Regions from separate parts of the Mus musculus genome. Here all the other regions are linked to region 2. Evidence: chromatin contacts called from public Hi-C, HiCAR-type and promoter capture Hi-C data. All regions are on one chromosome and are shown on one strand. Each heading gives the region's core, a stretch centred on a gene start, on an enhancer-like site or on the middle of the called end of the contact. The rest is flanking DNA. Distances are from core to core; before and after follow the strand shown. Region 1 holds the start of Smarcb1 (SWI/SNF related, matrix associated, actin dependent regulator of chromatin, subfamily b, member 1). Region 2 holds the start of Pofut2 (protein O-fucosyltransferase 2). Region 3 holds the start of Cstb (cystatin B). Region 4 holds the start of Cabin1 (calcineurin binding protein 1). Region 5 holds the start of Prmt2 (protein arginine N-methyltransferase 2). Region 6 holds the start of Zfp280b (zinc finger protein 280B). Region 7 holds the start of 2610008E11Rik (RIKEN cDNA 2610008E11 gene).

What was found. Promoter capture Hi-C pulls out the DNA fragments that hold promoters and counts their contacts. Hi-C and Micro-C count contacts between places; a contact is called where the count stands out from the background. HiCAR-type assays count read pairs that join an accessible place to other places. Capture Hi-C pulls out chosen DNA fragments and counts their contacts.
Region 1: a promoter capture Hi-C map of pancreatic islet shows a contact between it and region 2, with 4 times the contacts expected there. The contact joins the promoter of Smarcb1 here to the promoter of Pofut2 in region 2. A contact is called at or near these places in 2 of 39 promoter capture datasets (both in liver) and 1 of 9 other capture datasets (pancreatic islet).
Region 3: a contact with region 2 is called in a promoter capture Hi-C map of liver, with 4 times the contacts expected there. The contact joins the promoter of Cstb here to the promoter of Pofut2 in region 2. A contact is called at or near these places in 2 of 9 other capture datasets (adipose tissue and liver).
Region 4: a contact with region 2 is called in a HiCAR-type map of fibro-adipogenic progenitors, with 5 times the contacts expected there. The contact joins the promoter of Cabin1 here to the promoter of Pofut2 in region 2. A contact is called at or near these places in 1 of 39 promoter capture datasets (liver) and 1 of 115 datasets of contacts at active chromatin or transcription factors (fibro-adipogenic progenitors).
Region 5: a Hi-C map of CD8 T cells shows a contact between it and region 2, with 6 times the contacts expected there. The contact joins the promoter of Prmt2 here to the promoter of Pofut2 in region 2. A contact is called at or near these places in 2 of 39 promoter capture datasets (liver and pre-B cells), 2 of 484 Hi-C or Micro-C datasets (CD4 T cells and CD8 T cells) and 1 of 9 other capture datasets (liver).
Region 6: a Hi-C map of CD4 T cells shows a contact between it and region 2, with 4 times the contacts expected there. The contact joins the promoter of Zfp280b here to the promoter of Pofut2 in region 2. A contact is called at or near these places in 1 of 39 promoter capture datasets (liver) and 1 of 484 Hi-C or Micro-C datasets (CD4 T cells).
Region 7: a promoter capture Hi-C map of pre-B cells shows a contact between it and region 2, with 6 times the contacts expected there. The contact joins the promoter of 2610008E11Rik here to the promoter of Pofut2 in region 2. A contact is called at or near these places in 1 of 39 promoter capture datasets (pre-B cells) and 1 of 484 Hi-C or Micro-C datasets (CD4 T cells).

What each region holds. Positions count from the first base shown.
Region 1 is chr10:75,920,300-75,922,999 of GRCm38.p6, forward strand. Smarcb1 (SWI/SNF related, matrix associated, actin dependent regulator of chromatin, subfamily b, member 1) reads right to left here and starts at 1,315. Exons shown (of 9, transcript NM_011418.2): 1 at 1,004-1,315. The coding sequence starts at 1,096.
Region 2 is chr10:77,258,010-77,260,709 of GRCm38.p6, forward strand. It overlaps Pofut2 (protein O-fucosyltransferase 2), which reads left to right and starts at 1,291. Exons shown (of 9, transcript NM_030262.3): 1 at 1,291-1,444; 2 at 2,565-2,700. The coding sequence starts at 1,314. It overlaps Gm10941 (predicted gene 10941), which reads right to left and starts at 1,214. Exons shown (of 2, transcript NR_026944.1): 1 at 718-1,214.
Region 3 is chr10:78,424,282-78,426,981 of GRCm38.p6, forward strand. Cstb (cystatin B) reads left to right here and starts at 1,389. Exons shown (of 3, transcript NM_007793.3): 1 at 1,389-1,576; 2 at 2,646-2,700. The coding sequence starts at 1,511.
Region 4 is chr10:75,762,937-75,765,782 of GRCm38.p6, forward strand. Cabin1 (calcineurin binding protein 1) reads right to left here and starts at 1,421. Exons shown (of 37, transcript NM_172549.3): 1 at 1,089-1,421.
Region 5 is chr10:76,236,574-76,239,273 of GRCm38.p6, forward strand. Prmt2 (protein arginine N-methyltransferase 2) reads right to left here and starts at 1,292. Exons shown (of 11, transcript NM_133182.3): 1 at 1,177-1,292; 2 at 139-248. The coding sequence starts at 192.
Region 6 is chr10:76,031,325-76,034,147 of GRCm38.p6, forward strand. Zfp280b (zinc finger protein 280B) reads left to right here and starts at 1,288. Exons shown (of 2, transcript NM_177475.3): 1 at 1,288-1,425.
Region 7 is chr10:79,096,178-79,098,877 of GRCm38.p6, forward strand. 2610008E11Rik (RIKEN cDNA 2610008E11 gene) reads right to left here and starts at 1,423. Exons shown (of 6, transcript NM_001004362.2): 1 at 1,281-1,423. The coding sequence starts at 1,301.

The DNA.
Region 1 (2,700 bases), core at 65-2,564, 1.3 Mb before region 2:
GGCAGGCACATTTCTGCCAGCCTGGTCTACAGAGTGAGTTCCAGGACAGCCAGGGCTACACAGAGAAACTGTCTCGAAGAAGAAAAAGAAAAGAAAAACAAAAAAAACAAAAAAACACAAAGATTTGGCTGGTCTCTAGGGTTAATTGAAGGGATTTTCTAAGGTTGTGGTTCTCAACCTTCCTAATGCTGTGACCCTTTAATACAGTTTCTCATGTTGTAATGACCCCCTCCACCATAAACTTTTTTCGTTGCTACTTCATAACTCTAATTTTTGCTACAGTTACGAATCATAATGTAAATACCTAATATGCAGGATCTTTGATATGCGACCCCTGTGAAAAGGGTAGTGGCTGGCGCACAGGTGCGATCCTAAGGAACCCTGTCCACCTGACTGCACAGAAGCTGTCTCTTCTAGCTCTGGGTTCTGGGTTAGCGACCCTTCAGATTTATCCCCTATAAAAACTCAAAATTAGTTCACTGATCTCCAAAACGTTAGTGCTTCCGACCTCAGGGCCTCAATCCACTCAAAAGCAAACATGTCCAATCACTTTCTAAACATCATAAAAGCTCTCTGCAGTCCACCTCGCAAGCAACAACACAAAGGGGAAGAGGCTTTCCTAAGCTTCGGGCTTACAAGTAGAGATTTCGAGACCGGGGCAGTGGGGTGCACGAGAGCTGCCAAAGGGTTCAAGGGCAGTGTTGCACCTCCACTTCCAAGCGCCCAGGGGCTTCCCGAACATCCTTTCCCCATCTGCCTAGAGTGTACCGGCTCGACGCTCTAAGCTAGGACAGATGCTTAGGGTCTGAACAACGTTAAGTGGGTAAAGAAAACCCAGGACGGTCCAGGCGGGACCGGCCACGCCCACCAGGCCACGCCCCAGCTGCGAGCACGCGCCCGCCTCCGCGATGAATGGAGGCGCGCTCTCGGGGAGCACTAGCCCGCCCCGGGACTCGAGCCGGCCAGCCGCTGCCCGGGAAGCCGAGAACGCGCCGCGGGCTACCTCGGAGCCGATCATGTAGAACTCCCCGTCGTCCTCCAGCTGAAACTTGACGGGCTTCTGCCCGAAGGTCTTGCTCAACGCCATCATCATCATGGCGGCGGGGGAAACCGGCAGCCGGGGTCGAGCTGGAAAGAATCCGGTGGGCTAGGGCGGGGCCGAGGCGCGTCGGACCGAAAGGAACGGAGGCCTGGAGGTGAAGGTCGGGCAGGGCAAGCCGGGCGAACCGGGCGAGCGCTCGTGTCACTACTGGGCTCCTTGGCCGTCTCTGCAACGAGCAGGCCGCCCTCGGTGCGCATGCGTGGAGAAGCTGACGCTAACGTGCGCGCCGCAGCCTGCGCGACTCAAGGCCGAGCGCGTTCCCGCAAGCCCTTAAAGGGACCCGAGTTCTTTTTTGCTTCCTAGGCTTCCTCCCTGGGCGGGTAAGGAGGAAAACCTCTCAGCGACCGAAATAGCCACTGAGGCCCTGACTCAGGCGGTAGCTTTCCTAGTCGCATAGCCAGAGCTGGCACTCCGCCCCGGGATGAAGGAAAAAAATGAGACGTTAAGCGAGGAGAAGGACCGCTCTATCTGGAAGCCCGAGGGAAGCTGGGTGGGCATGGCGACCCCACGCTAGCGCCTCAGGTTTTCCACCCGAAAGTGCGTTAGGAATAGCTAGCTATCCACTCCAGGCCAACAGCAGTTCCCGAGGCAGTAGGGATGGGAAGAATGACAATACTGGATGGAGGTTGGTACTATTCAAAGATCTAGGTGATGTGCCAGATGAACGGGAGGAGGCACTTGCATTCCTTCCTTACCTCTGCAAGCTTGGTGCCCACAAGCCCAGCCCTGGTCTGTGCCTCTGCCCGCCTTGGGGCATAACAGCCCCGAGAGAAGACAGTGCTTCTGGAACGTGTCCAAGCAGTCCACCCCCTGTTGAACAGAGCCGTGACTCCAAAATGTTTAATGTTTATTGTAGCACTATTACAGGAGCTTAAGTTATAGCCTAGCCTAGGTAGCTATTCAACAATAGAGGAATGGATGAAGAAAATGTAGTCTAGGCTGGGTGTGGTGGTGCAAGCTTTTAGCTTCAGTTCCAAGACAGTCAGGGATATGTTGAGCAACTCTGTCCCAGAAAACAAAAAAGAGTGTGAAATGTGTGTACATGTGTTTTTTGTTTTTCAGCCACAAAAGTGAAATTACATTGTTTTCAGGAAAATGGATGCAACTAAGATATCATATTAAACAAATCAGGCCAGTCTCAGAAAGACAAATACGTTTTCTCTCATTTGTGCTTTCTAGATTTTCCTTAGATACATAAAATATGTATTCCACAGAACATTAAAGTAAAAGTGACATTGTGTATGGGAGCAAAGGGACTAACAACCTAGTGTAGGGGAGGTGGGGGCATGGTGGGATGTGCAAAATACAAACACTTCTCTGAAAGCAGCAGGACAAACAGTGGCCAGCTTCATAAGGGTCAGTCTAATGAGACTGCAATTGTGACTGGGGTCATGATGAAGGAGATGTTAAAGAACTAGGAAAGGCTGTGGTAACCAGGAGTTTGCCCACTGATCTCACAGCCATGGGAACCAGAGGGTTAAGGGCCAGGGGTGGCTCACACTTTTAATCCCAGAACTCCAGAGTCATAGGCAGGCAGACCTCTGTGGGTCCCAGGACAGTCAGGGATGTATAATGAGACCATGCCTCCCTCAGCTCCC
Region 2 (2,700 bases), core at 41-2,540:
TATTAATTAAATGTAAGTATACTGTAGCTGTCTTCAGACACCCCCAGAAGAGGGCATCAGATCTCATTACAGATGGTTTTGAGCCACCATGTGGTTGCTGGGATTTGAACTTGGGACCTCCGGAAGAATAGTCAGTGCTCTTAACTGCTGAGCTATCTCTCCAGCCCCTGTTAGGGTAATTATTATAATCTGGGTGCTTTCTCCCAGGCTCTGTCTTTTCTTTTTCCTACCCCTGCCTTTCAAAGACTAGGTTTTGGGGCTGGAGACGTGGCTCAGTAGCTAAGAGCAATGACTGCTCTTCCAGAGGTCCTGAATTCAATTCCCAGCAACCATATGGAGTCTCACAACCATCTGTAATGGGATCTGATGCCCTCTTCTGGTGTGTCTGAGGACAGCCACAATGTACTCATATACATAAAATAAATCTTAAAAAAAAAAGACAAAGACTAGGTTTTACTTTTTGATGAAGCTCAACTATCTCTTTAATGCTATGCTTTCTGGCCACCTGTGACTCTCTTGTTTTTATCAGATATCCGACTGTTACAGCATACAGTAGTAGCGTGCAGAGTATGTGGCTGTCTGCTTCGGAATCTGTATGTAATACTAACTCCATCAGTTAACACCACTTCAATGGGGTCTGTACAAACACTTGGTTCTAGACACTTCCACTGCGATGCAACTTTTAAAAAAGAAAAAAAAAAAGCCACAGTCACTCACAAGTATTTTCAGGAAAGCTCAGAGCTCCGTGGGGCACCTGGTCCTCTGACTCCTAAGCTGCTCGCTGCTCCAGCGCTAGAGCCCTACACGGAACGGAGAGCACCTTCAGGTCCTGCATCCATCCCCACTCCTGGAGGCCAGTGCTCTGTCCTCTGGCTCTGTCCTGCAGGACCAGACCTGCGGCCAGCTCCGCCCACATCCCGGGACCGTACAACACCCGGCAACAGGAATGCCTGGCGTCGTGATGCTCAGCAAGTCCCGGATGAGACCAAGCGAATTCTCTCTGCCCTCGGGACAAATAGCGCACCTCGCAAAGCCGACGACTCTAAGACTCAACCGAGCCAGGCCACCGCAGCGCCCTCAGCTGAAAGTACAACCAGGAGAGCTTGGGAAGGGCGTGACTGCGCTGAGGACACGCCCATTCCCCAGGACCCACCCCTGGTCACGCCCACATACTCCTACTCAGACGAAGAGAGGCGCGTGCGCACCGTGGGTCTGGCCGCGTTGCCGTAGCTACTGGAGACGCGCTCCGTGGGGCGGACAGGCGCACTTCCGGACCGGGGCGCGGCAGCCGGAAGTGCGTGGCCGCCGGGGCCATGGCGGCGCTCAGCGTCGTCTGCCTGCTGCTGGCAGCGGCATCCTGGCGGCCGGTCTCGGCTTCAGGAGAAGAATTCTGGCCTGGCCAGTCGGCGGCGGACATCCTGTCGGGGGCGGCATCCCGCAGACGGTAAGCGCGTCCACGCCGGCCGGGCGGAGCGAGGCATCTGGGACAGGGTCAGCAGCGGGCTGGGGGCAGCGGGACCGGGGCTGCGCACGCAGGCTGCAGGAGCGAAGGCTGCGTGGCGAAGGTCGCCCTGGCCTTGGGCTGAGCTGGCCGTCTACTCCCGAGAGATCGCTACCAGAAGGTCCGGGAGCGTAGGTGGAGCCCGGCTCTGGCCACCTCAGGCACGCTGTCCCGAGGCCGATCTTAAGTTCCAGCGAGACAGAAGTTCGTGTGGGCTGTCGTGGAGATGGCGCTTCTTCCGCGGCCGCTCTTCCCCAAACTGGAGGGAGGGTAAACCAGGGGTCTGGTGCCGACAAACCCAGTGATGACGGGACTGAAGCCTGCCCGCGATTCCGTAGAAAGGAATCTTGCTTTGGCGAAGCCTTAAATAAAGTTTTAGAACCGTTTTCACGGAGGGAGATTCTTCGTCACTTTGACTTTCTCAGATGTCATTAGTGTACTGTGGAGTTTTTCCACCGGCCAGCCAACCGGACCTGTAATATCACAGTGAGGCTTAATCAGAATATTATCATCCTATCCTTTTCACTGTTTTTATTTTGAAAATGCATATTTTTCATTTAAAATAATCTTTGTTAATATAACGAGACTGTTGTTATTTTTCAGTGAATGGATGAATACTTCTAGCTTTAGCTTCCAACACAGGAACTGTCAGTAGATTTAATTTATAAACCAGATTTGTCCAACCTGTGCCCATTGACCACATACATCTCAGAATAGCGATGAATTATTGATGACAGACAGCGTCATGCCTCATTGTCAAAGGTTTGGCCCCCCCTGAGTAAACAACTGGCCTTTGGGCATCTCATTAATTTTGTTCAGACTGTGAAGGAGTCAAGGAGTCTTTGGATGAGACACTGTGGGAATGGCTGTGAAACCGATTCTCAGGCTCAGCCGCTGAGGTTCCGTTTACATTCTGATTTGTCAGAGAGTGTGAATCTGCTGTTGGCACTTATGAGCTCTGCTGGTCATTGTATAGTCACTGCCCTCTCTGTAAGCCGGGTGTGGGTGCCCCATGAAGATTCCCCACAGTTCACACACGGCCTATGTCTTGCTCCCTTCTCAGGTACCTCCTGTATGATGTCAACCCCCCAGAAGGCTTCAATCTCCGCAGGGATGTCTATATCCGGGTGGCATCCTTGCTGAAGACGCTGTTGAAGACTGAAGAGTGGGTGCTAGTCCTGCCCCCGTGGGGCCGCCTC
Region 3 (2,700 bases), core at 139-2,638, 1.2 Mb after region 2:
ACAGTCTGTAGGCCACATACAAATAGTTTTGTCCTCTGAAACCTCTTGAACCAGACCCCCAAAGCTCACATCACCTTCATCACCACTGTCTTCCATATTCCTACTACTATGGCCCTATGAACTATTAAGTGATCAATTGCTTTTCTAACCCAAAATCCACATTCCTCCAAACAAAAGCATGGCCAGGCCTAATCCCAGCAATACTCCAGTGTCTGGTACTAACTTCTGTTTTAGTTTGGGTTGACTGCCACCACCACAAGTCTCCATGTATGTCTGGGCACCACTTGCATCCCTAGTGCCCATTGAGGCCAGGGGGTGGAGAAATAGGATCCCATGGAACTGGAGTTGTGAGCTAGTATGTGGGAGCTGAGAATTGAACTCAGGTCCTCTGGAAGAGCAGCCAGTTTTCTTAACTGCTGAGCCATCTCTCCAGCCCCTCACTTGGCTCTTTGACTGGGTTCCAAATATCAAATTCAGGCTGTCGCACTTCCGTGGCAAGCCCCTTACCATGAGCTACCTCTGCACCCCCAAATTATTTTTTTTAAGCCAAGGTCTCACTGCATAGTCAGGTTAGCTTAGCCTCTCAAGTGCCAGGATTGCAGGTGTATACCATCATGTCCTGCTATCCAACTGTGACAGTTTTGCAAACGGAAACTCGGGTTTGAAGGTCACTCAAGTAAGAGCACTGACAGAGGGCATATCCGGGGTCCTCATGGTTCCCAGCCTGTGTTGGGTGTGTGAGAATAGAGTCTCACCCAGAATAGACCACCTACCCAGCTCTGTGGGGCTGGGGCTGGGATCCCCAAGCCCCGCCTACCGCCTGACAAGGCCATGTCATTCAAAAAGAATGGAATTCCCAGATAAGCTCTTATTTCATGGGGTTATCCGGACCCAAAAACTAAGTCCACGTTGGGGAGGGGAGGAAAGGATGGGGCCAGGGGTCAAGGAACAGGGATCTGAGACTTCTAGGTCCTCAATCATCTATTTCTGTATCCACTCTATGGAAGGAGGGATAGGGACCCATCAAGACCCCCACTTAATAGTCACAGGACAAGGGGAAATTGAGATGTCCAGGGCTGTACTTCGTGTCCACCTACTCCATGGAAAGACTAGGACCCCTTCTCACATCTCTGCATCCTGTGAGGACCCGGAAGCCCCTAAGCCGGGTCAGAGATACTCCTACAATCACTTCACGACCATTGAGGGGCAATCAGGACTCCCAGCCTCCAAACCCTTCTTAGCGTCCGTTCAGGGAAAGGACGTGAAGCACCCACCATGCCTCACCCTCCGCCCACGCCCAGCCTGGGTCTCCTGACTCTGCCTGGAACGGAGGGTGGTGACAGTAAAGAGAGCGAGCGAGAGGGTGCGGCGCCCCGCCCCGTCGCTCTGTCACGTGCTACGGGTCCGGGGGGGCGGAGCCAAGCCAGGTTTTTCTAGGGTCCAGGCACCCAGGTCTCCTAGTTGGATCTGTCTTCAGCTTCTCCGTGCTACCCCGACTACTGCTGCCAAGATGATGTGTGGCGCGCCATCTGCCACAATGCCAGCCACGGCCGAGACGCAGGAGGTCGCCGACCAGGTGAGGCTGGGCCCAGGTCAGGCCAGTCTGAGCCAGGCCTGCGGAGACCCGGCGGCCTCAGGGACCGGCCTGCCCAGACTGGTCAGGTCCTGCAGCGGGTTTCCGGGGCGGCCACAAGTGTGACTGGGAGCTGGGGGCTCTGGATCTGGTTGGAAGATTCAGGGCCGGGAACTGGGGCGAGTCTTCTGCCGCTTGCATACAAGAGGGCCACTCACCTATTAGGGAACTAGCCCCGGGATCGGTGGAGGGATCCGGTGGTCCCAGAGAATTCAGGAAGGCAGCTGTTAGAACCTAGACGGCACCTTTTTGACTTACACCCAGGCCTAAACAAGAGAAAGCCAGACTGGGCTACTGTGCTTGTCTCCTCAAAAGAAAGAGCTAGGACTGTTTAGCTCAGTGGCAGGAATTCAACTGATACCACCACCACCATCACCAACACCGCCCCTCAGGGAAAAAAAAAAGGATCAAAACCAGAAGTTGTAGAACTTGCTTGTGCCTAGTCTGAAACGAGGGGGTGGACCTTGGGCCTGGGCTGCCCTTCCTGTGACTGTTAGCAGAGCAGAGATTCAGTACAAGGTAGGGGGAGGTTCAGGGTATTAGCAAGAGAAGAAAAGTTAAACAAATCCTCTCTTCAGCTCTCCTGCCACGCCCCAAGCCCAGGACCCTGTCCACTAAGCCTAGCTGATCTTGGGAGGTGTTTGCTCTGACTGAAGTGGCCAAGAAGGAGTGAGTCAGCTCCATGAGACCCTAGAAATGAGGAAATGTTACAGACACACTGGCCAGGCAAGGGAACCTTGGCCACGTGCCACATCAGCACTCAGGAGGCAGAGACAGGCGAGTCTCTCTGAATTTGAAGCCAGCCCAGTTTGCTTAGTTCCATGCCAGCCATAGCTACATAGTGAGACCCTGTCCCCCCCCCCCCCAAAAAAAAGGAGCTGTGTTGTTCTTTATCAGTGGGGCCAACAGTTTACCATGTCCCCCGGAATGAGGAGTATTGAAGGCTGGCAGTGTGTGTGTGTGGGGGCACCTGTGCATGAATCTAAGTCCTTCCTTCTCACCCACCATCCAGGTGAAGTCCCAGCTTGAATCGAAAGAAAATCAGAAGTTTGATGTCTTTAAAGCCA
Region 4 (2,846 bases), core at 171-2,670, 1.5 Mb before region 2:
TACACACAGTGTGATGGTTTGCATATGCTTGGCCCAGGGAGTGGCACTATTTGGATGTGTGGCCTTGTTAGAGGTGTGTCACTGTGGGAGTGGGATTTTATACCCTAGTCCTAGCTTCCTGGAAGTCAGTCTTCTGTTAGCAGCCTTCAGATGAAGATGTAGAGCTCTCAGCTCCTCCTGCACCATGCCTGCCTGGATGCTGCCATGTTCTCGACTTGATGATAATGGACTGAACCTCTGAACCTGTAAGCCAGCCGCAATTAAATGTTGTCCTTTATAAAACTTGCCTTGGTCATGGTGTCTGTTCACAGCAGTAAAACCCTAACTATGACACCTGACTTCTGGCAGTCTTGAGGTTATGGTAGAACTGTGTGTGAGAGACTGACTTAACATAAATGCCCCTCTCTATGCCTGTTTCCTCTATGATGTGACATGCTGGTCTAGACATGGCCTGTAGGTTCACCATCCACTGCTATTATACAGCCCGAAAGGAGGATTTTTTTTTCTTTTTTACATTTCTAATGAGGAAAACAACCAGCCAACCAACCAACCTCTTGATTCATGACAATTACATAAAAATTATTTCCATTCAGCTTTCAGTATCTATAAATAAAATTATAGTGACACACTGTCTCATATATTGTCTTTGACTTTATTAATGAAACAATTGAACAGCCACCCCAAATCTAAAACACTTACCATTAAAAGTATTGTTTTTTTTTAAATTAAATTTACAACATAAAATATAAATCTATCTACAAGAGTGTGCCAACCCCTGAAGGAGATCATTCTAAATTTTATTCCTAAGCAAATTAATCAATCACATAGAAGGAACTTTACCCAGATGAGGTTCAATAGGCCACACTGATGACCTATAAGAAGTCACGTCTTGAAGAGTTAAGCGGCAAAGTCCACAAGTGCAGAAACCTGACAGCGCCAGGTGAAGTCGTTCTACCTGCCTCCTCCATGGAGGGTGTTGAGCAGAATGGCTGCAGTCGGGGTAAGCCGCACCGGAACTTTAAAGTCGTTTAAAACCTTCCCTCGGCCTCAGTTTCCACCCCTGGAAATGGTACTCACATCACACTCACCTCGCTGGGCTGCGGTGAAGGTGAACGAAAGGACGCACCGAAAGGGATGGCTTCGAGCTGCGGTCACTGTGACCCACCCTAGGCGCCACCGGGCGAGGCTGCGGGAAGCGAGAAGAAGCCAGCGTGGGCAGAAGACCCGCGCCCGTGCCTTCGGGTCTCGAGCCTGGCTTCGGCCCACCGCGCCCGGGAGGAAGGGGAAGAGCGGGTCTTCTCGCGTGGTTCCACCTCCTCGCGCTCACGGGAGCCGTGCGCACACTTAGCAGACACACACAGCCCTTGCTCCCCGGAACTCGACCGGCGTCTCCAGGGCAACGGCCGGAGCTCCCAGACTCCTGCGCGCGACAAACCAACAAGGAACGCTCTCATTGGCTGAAGTGTCAGCCTTATCAGCCAATCGGAGTAGGCTGTTTGGGCGGACCCACGGGTTCGCTGTGCGCTGTGTCTTTGACTCGCGCGCGTGGGAACGCTGCTGCCTGCTGCTGCTGCGCTCCGCTACCTGCAGGACTTAACAGTTTTGTTTTATTTTGCTTTGGTTTTGTTGTTGCTATTGTGTTTTATTTTGGTCTGGTTTGTTTTAAGCAGTGTCTCACTAGTGCAGCCCAAACTAGCTTCGAACTCGTGGCTATCCTCCGGCTTCGGACTCCGGCTTGCTAAGGTTACTGGCCATCACATACTACCACTTGCACGCACGCTTTATGAACGCGAGTTTACAAACTAGAACCCCCCCCCCCCCCATTCACTAAAACAAGCGCATTGCTGCCAAAGACCCGGAGCAGGTGTTCTGACGATAATGATTGGAAACCCAAGCGACACGCAAGCAGAACTAGATAGGGAGCTGGAACTTGTTATGGTGCCCAGGCCTCGCCTCTTCTGCCTGGTCTGGAACTCCGTATTTACAGGCTCTCCGACTCACAAAGATAAGCCTGCCTCTGTCTCCCAAGAGCAGGGATTAGATACATGAACGACTTAGAAACGCAAATGATTTAAAAACCAAAGGGCGGGGGAGCAGACCCGCTTAAGAAACGTGTCAGAGAAGTTTACCGGTTTTTGAGCAGAAAAACCTGATAAGGAGAGGTTAGTATTTTGGGAGTTGATGCAACCCTTTAGGGAGGAGCTCCACACTGCTGGAATCCCTGGTGGCAAAGTATCCCACAAGAATGATTTAAATAACACTAAGGGGCTGCAGAGCCGTCTTGGCAGTTCAGAGCACTGGCTTCTCTTCCAGGGGACCTTGGTTTGAAGACCAGCATTGGCACAGCTCACAACCGGCTGTAATTTCAGTTCAAGAGTTCAAGACGATCTCCAACGCCCTCTTCTGGCTTCTTCTGGAACTGCACAATGTGGTACACAGCCATACATGCAAGCAAAACACTCATACACATAATTTTTTTTAAAAAAAGGTTTGTTTACTTTATGAATGTAAGTACACAATATCTGTATTCAGACACACCAGAAGAGGGCATCGGATCCCATTACAGATGGTTGCAAGCCACCATGTTGGGAATTGAACTCAGGAACTCTGAAAGAACACATTAAAATTTTTTTTTTTTTTTTTTTTTGGTTTTTTGAGACAGGGTTTCTCTGTATAGCCCTGGCTATCCTGGAACTCTGTAGACCAGGCTAGCCTCGAACTCAGAAATCCACCTGCCTCTGCCTCCCAAGTGCTGGGATTAAAGGCGTGTGCCAACACTGCCCAGCTCACATAAAATTTTTAACAATGAATGTTACGGCTTTTTTCCCCCATATTGTAAGAGTTTG
Region 5 (2,700 bases), core at 42-2,541, 1.0 Mb before region 2:
CCCATCCCCCTGCCTCAACGTTCTCTAAATTCAAGCATCCTCCTGTGAGCCAGGACCTTGAGAGACAAGGAGAGTGACATCACCCCTGTAAGCTGGTACTGTTCCTCTGTATGATCATTACACGTGGCTCTTACGTACCAGAACCGGGATGACCTGTGACTCGCTGCAGGGACCTTCTCCTGGTGCCTCCATAGTTCAATATGATCATGTCTCATAACTGGGGCTTTACTTCAGTTTCTCTCCCATGCCTACTTGAAAGAAGAGAGAGAAGCACAAAGTGTTACACTGCCTGGTCAGTAATCTCATTTCACGGCTACAGTTTACTGTATGTGTTAAGAATGGAACAGGATTGGCGTTTTATCATCACAATTCATTAGAGGGCTTTTTAAATTAAAAAATCCAAATGCTGTGTGCTTCCTTTAATATGCTAGATTTATTCCTCTGAAGTCTCCTTTTTTAAGAGATATTTATGAAGCCTCTTTTTACTTAGAATAAATCAGTATCATTTTTTTTAGGAACACTTAATAGCTTAAACTCAAATTAAAACACCTTGCCCAGTACTTGACCTAACCCACAGGCAGAACTGAAATCCCCATGCCCGACACCCTCCTGTTCTTTAATTCTATTTTTTTACCCCCAGGGGCAATGTAACCCTAACTGGCTCTGAGATTACATCGATTCTTTGTTTAAACGCCTGTTGTGCGTCCAGATCTGGACTTCATACTTACTTCGTAATAATTAGAATCACAAATTATTTACAATTATATTTTCAGTGAAAAGCCTGGGAGGGTGCCCGGAGGAAGAAAGACAATGAATTGGAGGGTTCTCCAGGCCAAGCAGATGAGGCCATAGAGGCCAAGAATATAGAGGCATGGGGGATGTGGCTCGGGATACAGAAGGCAGGTGGGCGTGGTCCTGGAAGGGCGTGGCTCTAAGAGCCAGCGGAGGTGCGCAGGGGGAATTGAGAGGTGCAGCGAAAGGAGAGCGAAGAGGGCGGACGGTGCTGAGAAAAGGGGAGGGGGTAGCTGGAATAGAACCTTCGAGAGGGCACTCTAAAGCCTCCAGAGGGGGCGGAGGCCTCAGTGCGCTGGAGACATGCACAGGGAAGACCTTTTGCCTAGCTTGCCCTGCCTCACTTGCGATCCAGATGTCTAAGCTGTCCATTAAGAAACCTACCTCAGCCGCGTTTCTCCGCTGAATTCTAGGCTATACCAGAAAGGAACAGACGATGCCCACCCGAAGCCTGAGCCGCCGCCCTGGACCTGCGCAAGCGCGGAGCACTCCAGCTGGCCGAAGAGCACGCCCCGCCCAGGCCTGGGTGTCCTGCGCAAGCGCAGTGTGTATAAACTCGGTGCTGGTAGCTGTAGATAGTCTTGAGACAGGGGTTTTCTCTAAGAGCTTGTCACTCAGCGCAAGCGCATTTTCTGTCCCTGCTTCCGGCCGGTCGCATTGGGCCTTAAGGCTGCAAGACGCAGGTGAGAAAGTGTAAGGATCGACTTACCGGGAGATCTGTGGGAAGACTGGACTCCGGGTTGGAGGCCACAGGTGGTGTAGACCGCGCCCCCAGCGGATTCGAACCGAGGCAACAATTGGCAGGCTGAAGCAGGAGTGCGTACTAGCGCTGTCCTGAGTGTACCTGGGACTGCCGGTGTGTTTGATGCCCTTCTCCGAATGCTTAATAACCTAGTTTTGATCTGAATCAGCTTCTGCAGAATGGGACCCCCCTACAGTATCTTGGACTAAGTTTTGATCGTGGAACCAACATAGCTACTGAGACACGAAACACACCAGAGACCCCAAGTCCTGAAGATCCTGTGCTGAAGGGGTTGGGGGCGGAGGAGCAATGACACTGACATCAGGTGACCCTAAGCAAGGTTTCTTAAGCTTTCTCCACTAGCAATCCCATCCTACTCAGAAAGTTTTTCAGCGACTCTAGGTATCTAAAATAGGCATACGAATCAAACATTTACTGATAAGTGAATCAGAAAAGAATTTATTGTAAAACTCGGCATACACACAATTTTACCACTGACTAGAGACAAAAGCAGATTTGCATACTAATTAGGTGGATGCGTTTGTCCAATATAATCTAGACACTCTAATACATGCTGAGGAATGATAGGGAAATATTAAAATTCTTTGTTTTCTATAATTAAACCATCATGCTTCGGTTCGTGCAGTAGAAACACCACAGCTCATAACATAATCAATCATTCCAAACCTGCTGTGAGGCATCTCAGGGCTTGCAAGGCTTGTGCAAACCACACCTGTTGTGCCTTCAGTCCATCGGTTCAGTGGAGTCGCACAATGAACTGCAGCCAAGGGATGGGTCTGTCTGTGTGAGGACCTGGTCCTTTTTTTAAATCTGCCCAGTTTTCCATTTCCACCAGATGAAGAGGGCTGAAGCTCTGAGCCAGGATGCCACAGGTTGAAAAGAGTTTCCCACAATCTTCCAAGGCAGAAAAAACTGTCCTCAGAGCCCCCAGTGTGGCAGGCCTGAGACCTATTCTTGAAAGCCTGCTGGTGCCACGAAGCTCAGGCTCCAGGCACTAGGATCCACCCTTGCTAACCTAACATAGGAAAGGGTACCTGTGGTGGCTGAATAAAGAATGTGGCTTTGTAAGGGCTGGAGGTGGCTTAGCAGTTAAGAGCAGTTACTGTTTTTGTAGAAGACCCAAGTTTGGTTCCCAGCACCTATGT
Region 6 (2,823 bases), core at 38-2,537, 1.2 Mb before region 2:
AGTGAGTTCCAGGACAGCCAGAGCTATACAGAGAAACCCTGTCTCGAAAAACCAAAAAAAAAAAACCAAAAAAAACCAAAAAAACAAACAAAAAAAACCCCAAAAAACAAAAACAAACAAACAAACAAACAAAAAACAAGCACAGGCAAGAAGGAAAAGAATGAGCCGGGCGTGGTGGTGCATGCCTTTAATCCCAGCACTTGGGAGGCAGAGGCAAGCGGATTTCTGAGTTCCAGGACAGCCAGCGCTATACAGAGAGAAACCCTGTCTCGAAAGACCCAAAAAAAAAAAAAAAAAAAAAAAAAAAGAAAAAAAAAGAAAAGAAAAGAAAAGAAAAGAAAAAGAAAAAAAAAGAATGAGCATGTTGTGTTTCAAAACTGAAAACTGAAATTCGAATTTCATGTAATTTGCGCATGCTCCAAAAAGGCATTCATCTTTTGATGGTTTTTATTTTTTAATTTTTTTTTTTATTTTTAGGTTTCTTTGAGACAGGGTCTTACAGTATATCCCTGGCTGCCCTGGAACTCACTCTGTAGACCAGGCTGACCTTGAACTCAGAAATCCGCCTGCCTCTGCCTCCCAAGTGGGTGCACCACCACAGCTGCCCCGCTTTCTGATGTTTTTCAAACAACAAACACAAAACAAACAAACCGAACCTGGGACATCTGTTCTGAGTTTCCTTCCTGATAAAAACAGCCGGCTGATTTGGATTTGTCCCAGAGGCAGCTTTAAGGTTGTTTCAAATTCAGTAGCTAGGTCGTTTTCTAAGTGCAAGGGGCAAGCTTGTGTGCTTATGCAAAAGCTACACACTTGAGAGGAGCTGTCATAGCTGTAATACAGGTGGGCAAACAGTTTCCTAAAGGACTGGGAACCATCTCTGGCCCTGGGCCCAGGCTAGCTGAAGCTCCATTTTTTTTTTCCTTCTTTCTCTCTTATCTATGCCCCTCCCACCCTTCCCACCCCCACTCCTACCTCCTCTCCCTAAGCAGCCACGTTTAACTAGCAATCCTCCTGCCTCAGCCCCCGCTCCCACCCCACCCTATCCCCACCCCCGAGGGAATGCTGGAATGGACGAAAGGCCTGGCTTTGGGTTCCCAAATCTCGCAGGTCCAAGATTTCAGGGGTGGGCATCACCACTGCCTGATCGTCCCAGCTCAGTCCCTCCGCCCGCGGCAGTCACTAGGGGCGCCCGAGTGAGAGAACGCGCCCAGGGGCCTTGAGGAACCAATCAGATCGGCGCTACGCCGCGCGGCTGACCTCGCGTCCACCCTTGGCAGCCAATCACAGGTCGCCGTGGGCTAGTGCGCGCCGGCCGGGGCTTTGGTGTTGGAGCGGCGGGGCCCTGGAGGTCGTGGTGCGGGGCTTCCCGCGCAGCGCCTCGCGGGCCGGGGCGTCCGGGGGAGGCTCAGGTACGCCTGCCGGGAGGTAAGGACAGGGGCGTGGTGCTGGTGACCTCTGCGGGAGCGACCGGGAGGGGACGCCGGGTGAGGGCCTTCTGCGAGTCCCGGGGAAGCGAGCGTGGCTAGGCCGGGAGCCCAGAGACCCCTTCCTGGCAGCCTCCCTCTCCCACGAACCCCCCAGTCCTGGGGCTGGGCCTGCACCCCTTAAATGCCATTCCCATCGCCGAGGGCCCCTCACCTAAAGTCCTGGAGGCTGCAGACCTCGCTACTGGGCTCTCCGACGCCTGCCTCGAAGCTCTGCCACTAGGGAAGGAGGAGGGAGGACCACTTCGTTGAGACCCATTCAAAAAAGTAGGTACAGACGAAATCCGGGTTTGTAGATTAAGTCCCACTCCCAGTTTGGAGATCTGCAGGCCCTTGGAGGCTTTAAAAAGCCATTTTTCTGCGCCCCTCCCCTTCCCATACAGCAATATCTTGTTTATTTTGTTGGCTTTGTGCCCCCTTTGAGCCCCAGTGCAGCTCTCGGGGCTCCTAGCTAGCTAGTTTTGCTTTGAGCAGTGCTCGGTGGGTTGTGTTGTTTTGTTTACTGGGCTATGGTGTTGGAAGGTAGCGTATAAGGTGCTTATAATAACCACACAGACGACAGGGTTGAGGGAGTAGCTTAGTTGGTGGAGTGCTTGCTTGCCTAGTACTACACAAACCGGTTGTGATGACCTCGCACCCAGTACTTGGTTAAGAGGAGACAGACGGCTGTTTCTTTCGTATCAGAGCTAACAAAACGGAAAATAAGCATGAAATAACTGGTAGGTAGTGAAATGGAGTAAAATCTTTTAACACGTAAAATGTAACTAAATCTTAAGAGGTTCTCTGTCTGTCTGATTTACCCCAAGTATGTGACTTGCAGCTCTTGGACTCTCTGAAGCTATTAAAAGTTACAGCGTATATCTGCGGTAAGAGAAAAGGTCTACCTCATTTTCTGACTTCTGTTTGCTGCTGTGATTTGATAAAAAAAAAAAAAAAAATCATTACCATGGGTGATAGCAGAAGGCAGAGGCAGGCGAATCTCTATGAGTTTGAGGGCAACCTGGTCTACAGCGGTAGTAACAGGACAGCCAAAGCTACCCTGTCTTGAAAACAGACAAAGGAACAAAAATTAGTGTTTTGGAATTTCCTGCGGAAATCACAATGGTAAGATAAGTTCAGGACAAGTAGAATTTTGGAACTTTTTTGTTTTGTTTTTGTTTTTGTTTTTCGAGACAGGGTTTCTCTGTATAGCCCTGGCTATCCTGGAACTCACTTTGTAGACCAGGCTGGCCTCGAACTCAGAAATCCACGTGCCTCTGCCTCCCAAGTGCTGGGACTAAAGGCGTGCGCCATCAACCCCGGCATTTTGGAACTTTCTAAGTTGCTTCCTCAAACAGGA
Region 7 (2,700 bases), core at 173-2,672, 1.8 Mb after region 2:
CCACCACATGAGTTCCAGGGATGCAATTCACACTGTCACAGTTGATGGCATGTGCCTTTACTATCAGAACCATCTCCCCAGCCAGAAAATTCTTTTTGTTTTGTTTTGTTTTGGTTTGGTTTTTTTGTTTGTTTTGTTTTGTTTTGTTCTGTTTTCAAGACAGGGTTTCTCTGTATTGCCCTGGCTGTCCTGGAACTCACTCTGTAGACCTCAAACTCAGAAATCCACCTGTCTCTGCCTCACAAGTCAGAAAATTCTTAAGGAGTAGAAACTTAAGTCTCTCCTTTCCTCAAAAATAATTCCAAGTGAGTTCTAAAGACTTTATAAGGTTTCCTGGCTGATCAAAACTTCATGATTCTGTGGAGCTGGAACATTGCAAATGTAGTTAGAACTCTTTGCGATCATCAGGTCCCTTAATATCCAGTTAGTATTCATCTTCTCTATGTGGTCGGACACCAACTAGCAGCTGAAAACTTGGGAATGTGTCCACAGAGCAGACCACTAGCTTCCACCAAGCCAAAAGCTAAGAGTGTCCCCAGATAATCTCTCATATCTGTAAGAGCTTCCTCTGCATGTAACCTATCTACCCTGATGTGTCCACAGTGTCTTTGATAAATGCCTTGATTTTGTTTTTCACTATTAAAACCTCACCTAACTACATCCACGTTGAAACATGTGATTTAGGGCAACTTAAATACATGCTACTGAACAGGGTGACTCATATCTGTCCCAGAATAAACTCTCTCTAATCCTTTTGAGGTGAGACCAGTGTTTTCTACAGACCAGAGAAATAAGTAAGCCAACTCATGCACCATTTACCTTAATTTTCAAATTTTACTCAACTCTTAAAATCTGCTTAAGCACTGAATGTTGATGCTAAGTGACATCAAGTTGCTGGGAGCCTTTACCGAAAAAATCAACCAGATGACACTGTCATAAATTGATTTTGTTTCTTTTAGCCTCCTCATGAAATTCTTAGGCAACTGTGATCAAAGTAGAGGGATGTCCCCGAAGGGGCGCTCTCCTTTGCTTACTGGCCTCCGAGCTGAGCTGCTTCTCCTTTACATATAAGGGACTGCAGAATCCACGGACCCGGCTCCTCTCTTGAAGGAAACCCATCTCCCTCAAAGTCCTCGCGGGCAAGTTGTGGACTCCAGCAACCTCCACCCTCCAGCCCAGCCTTGAAGGACCTGACAACGGCGCAGGCGCACCGGGCCGGGGGGTCGGGGGCGGCGGAGGGTGCAGAGACAGCTTCCCCGCTGCAGGACGCTCGCACTCACCATGACAGGCTCTGCCGACATCCTGCGTCCTGCGCGGGCCTCCCCACCGCGACTGTCACAGGAGACAGGGGCCTCAGTGATTTCCGATCCTTCGGAACTGGATGAGGCTACAGATCTAAGATGGCCGGGGACAGACAAAGGCCACAGCGGAGCAGCGAAGGCCCGCCCTCCATGCTCGCTCTCTGTGTATGATTGGGCAATTCTCAGTCTAGTGCATCCGATTGGATAGCATTTCGGGCTTGGCTACGAGTGACAGTAGACAGAACCAATTCGTGCGTGAATCAAGCAAAAATAAAAATAAATAAATAAATAAAAAGCAAGTTCTTGCTCACAGATGTTGTCAGGCAGGGCTGCTCCCAACCCCGTGAGAGAACAGAGCCCAGTACTGAACAATTGCCCTGGATATAGAGCTAAAGGATTTATGGACTTACGGCTGAATATATATATATATATATATATATATATATATATATATATATATATCTTATTCACAAATGGAAATCACATCATGACAGTTTTAAACTGTGTTTTCCCAACTCTAAGCTTCAAAATAAAAAGCATTCATGTAAGGCAGCAATGTCCGATACAAGCAACATGGTAGACAGAACTGAAAAATTGGTTAATTATTTAGGTATGCATTGTGACTTCTTCTGAAGGGTGTTGTTATATTATACTTTGCTCTCATCATTCCCTGTTCTATTTTCTCTCCCCCTTTTCTCCTCAGAATCACATATATGTATTCTGAGAAGTGTCAGCTTTAAAAAAAAAAATCTAAACAGGTAAAATTCACTATAATAACAATGATGGCATAATTTATTTCTCTTTATAGAAGAAAAAAATTGAACACGTATAGTGAGCCGCCACATGCATGCAAATTATTTCCATTCCTTTTGTTTTTGAGTGCTAATTTGACCAAATTCCAAACTGTTCTGAAAAATCTTAGAGAAAAGCAAATGACAATTAGAGAGATGTGCCGACCAATAAGAATGCATTTGCTTTGCAGAAATGTTGCCGTATAAGGAGTATGTCTTGATTTCAGCTGGGCATAGCAATTTTGGATACCTGAAAGTGAGATGTGAGGTGGTGGTGGGCAAAGCCATGTAGCACACATGGATATCATGAACAGCTAACTCAGCCAAGACCCTGACGCACATGCATCTAAGTTGGCCACACATTATAACCCCCTAGGACTTTTTAAATACTCCAAACTTTAGTTTCAATGAAATCAGAGTAGGGGGAGTAGGACTCCCCCCCCCACACACACACACTCATGCATGCACAAACGCACACACACTCACACATACACACACACTCATGCATGCACGAATGCGCGCGCACACACACACACTCACACACGCACACACACACACACACACACACACACACACACACACGGTTTAGAACTCTCCAGGTGAATATT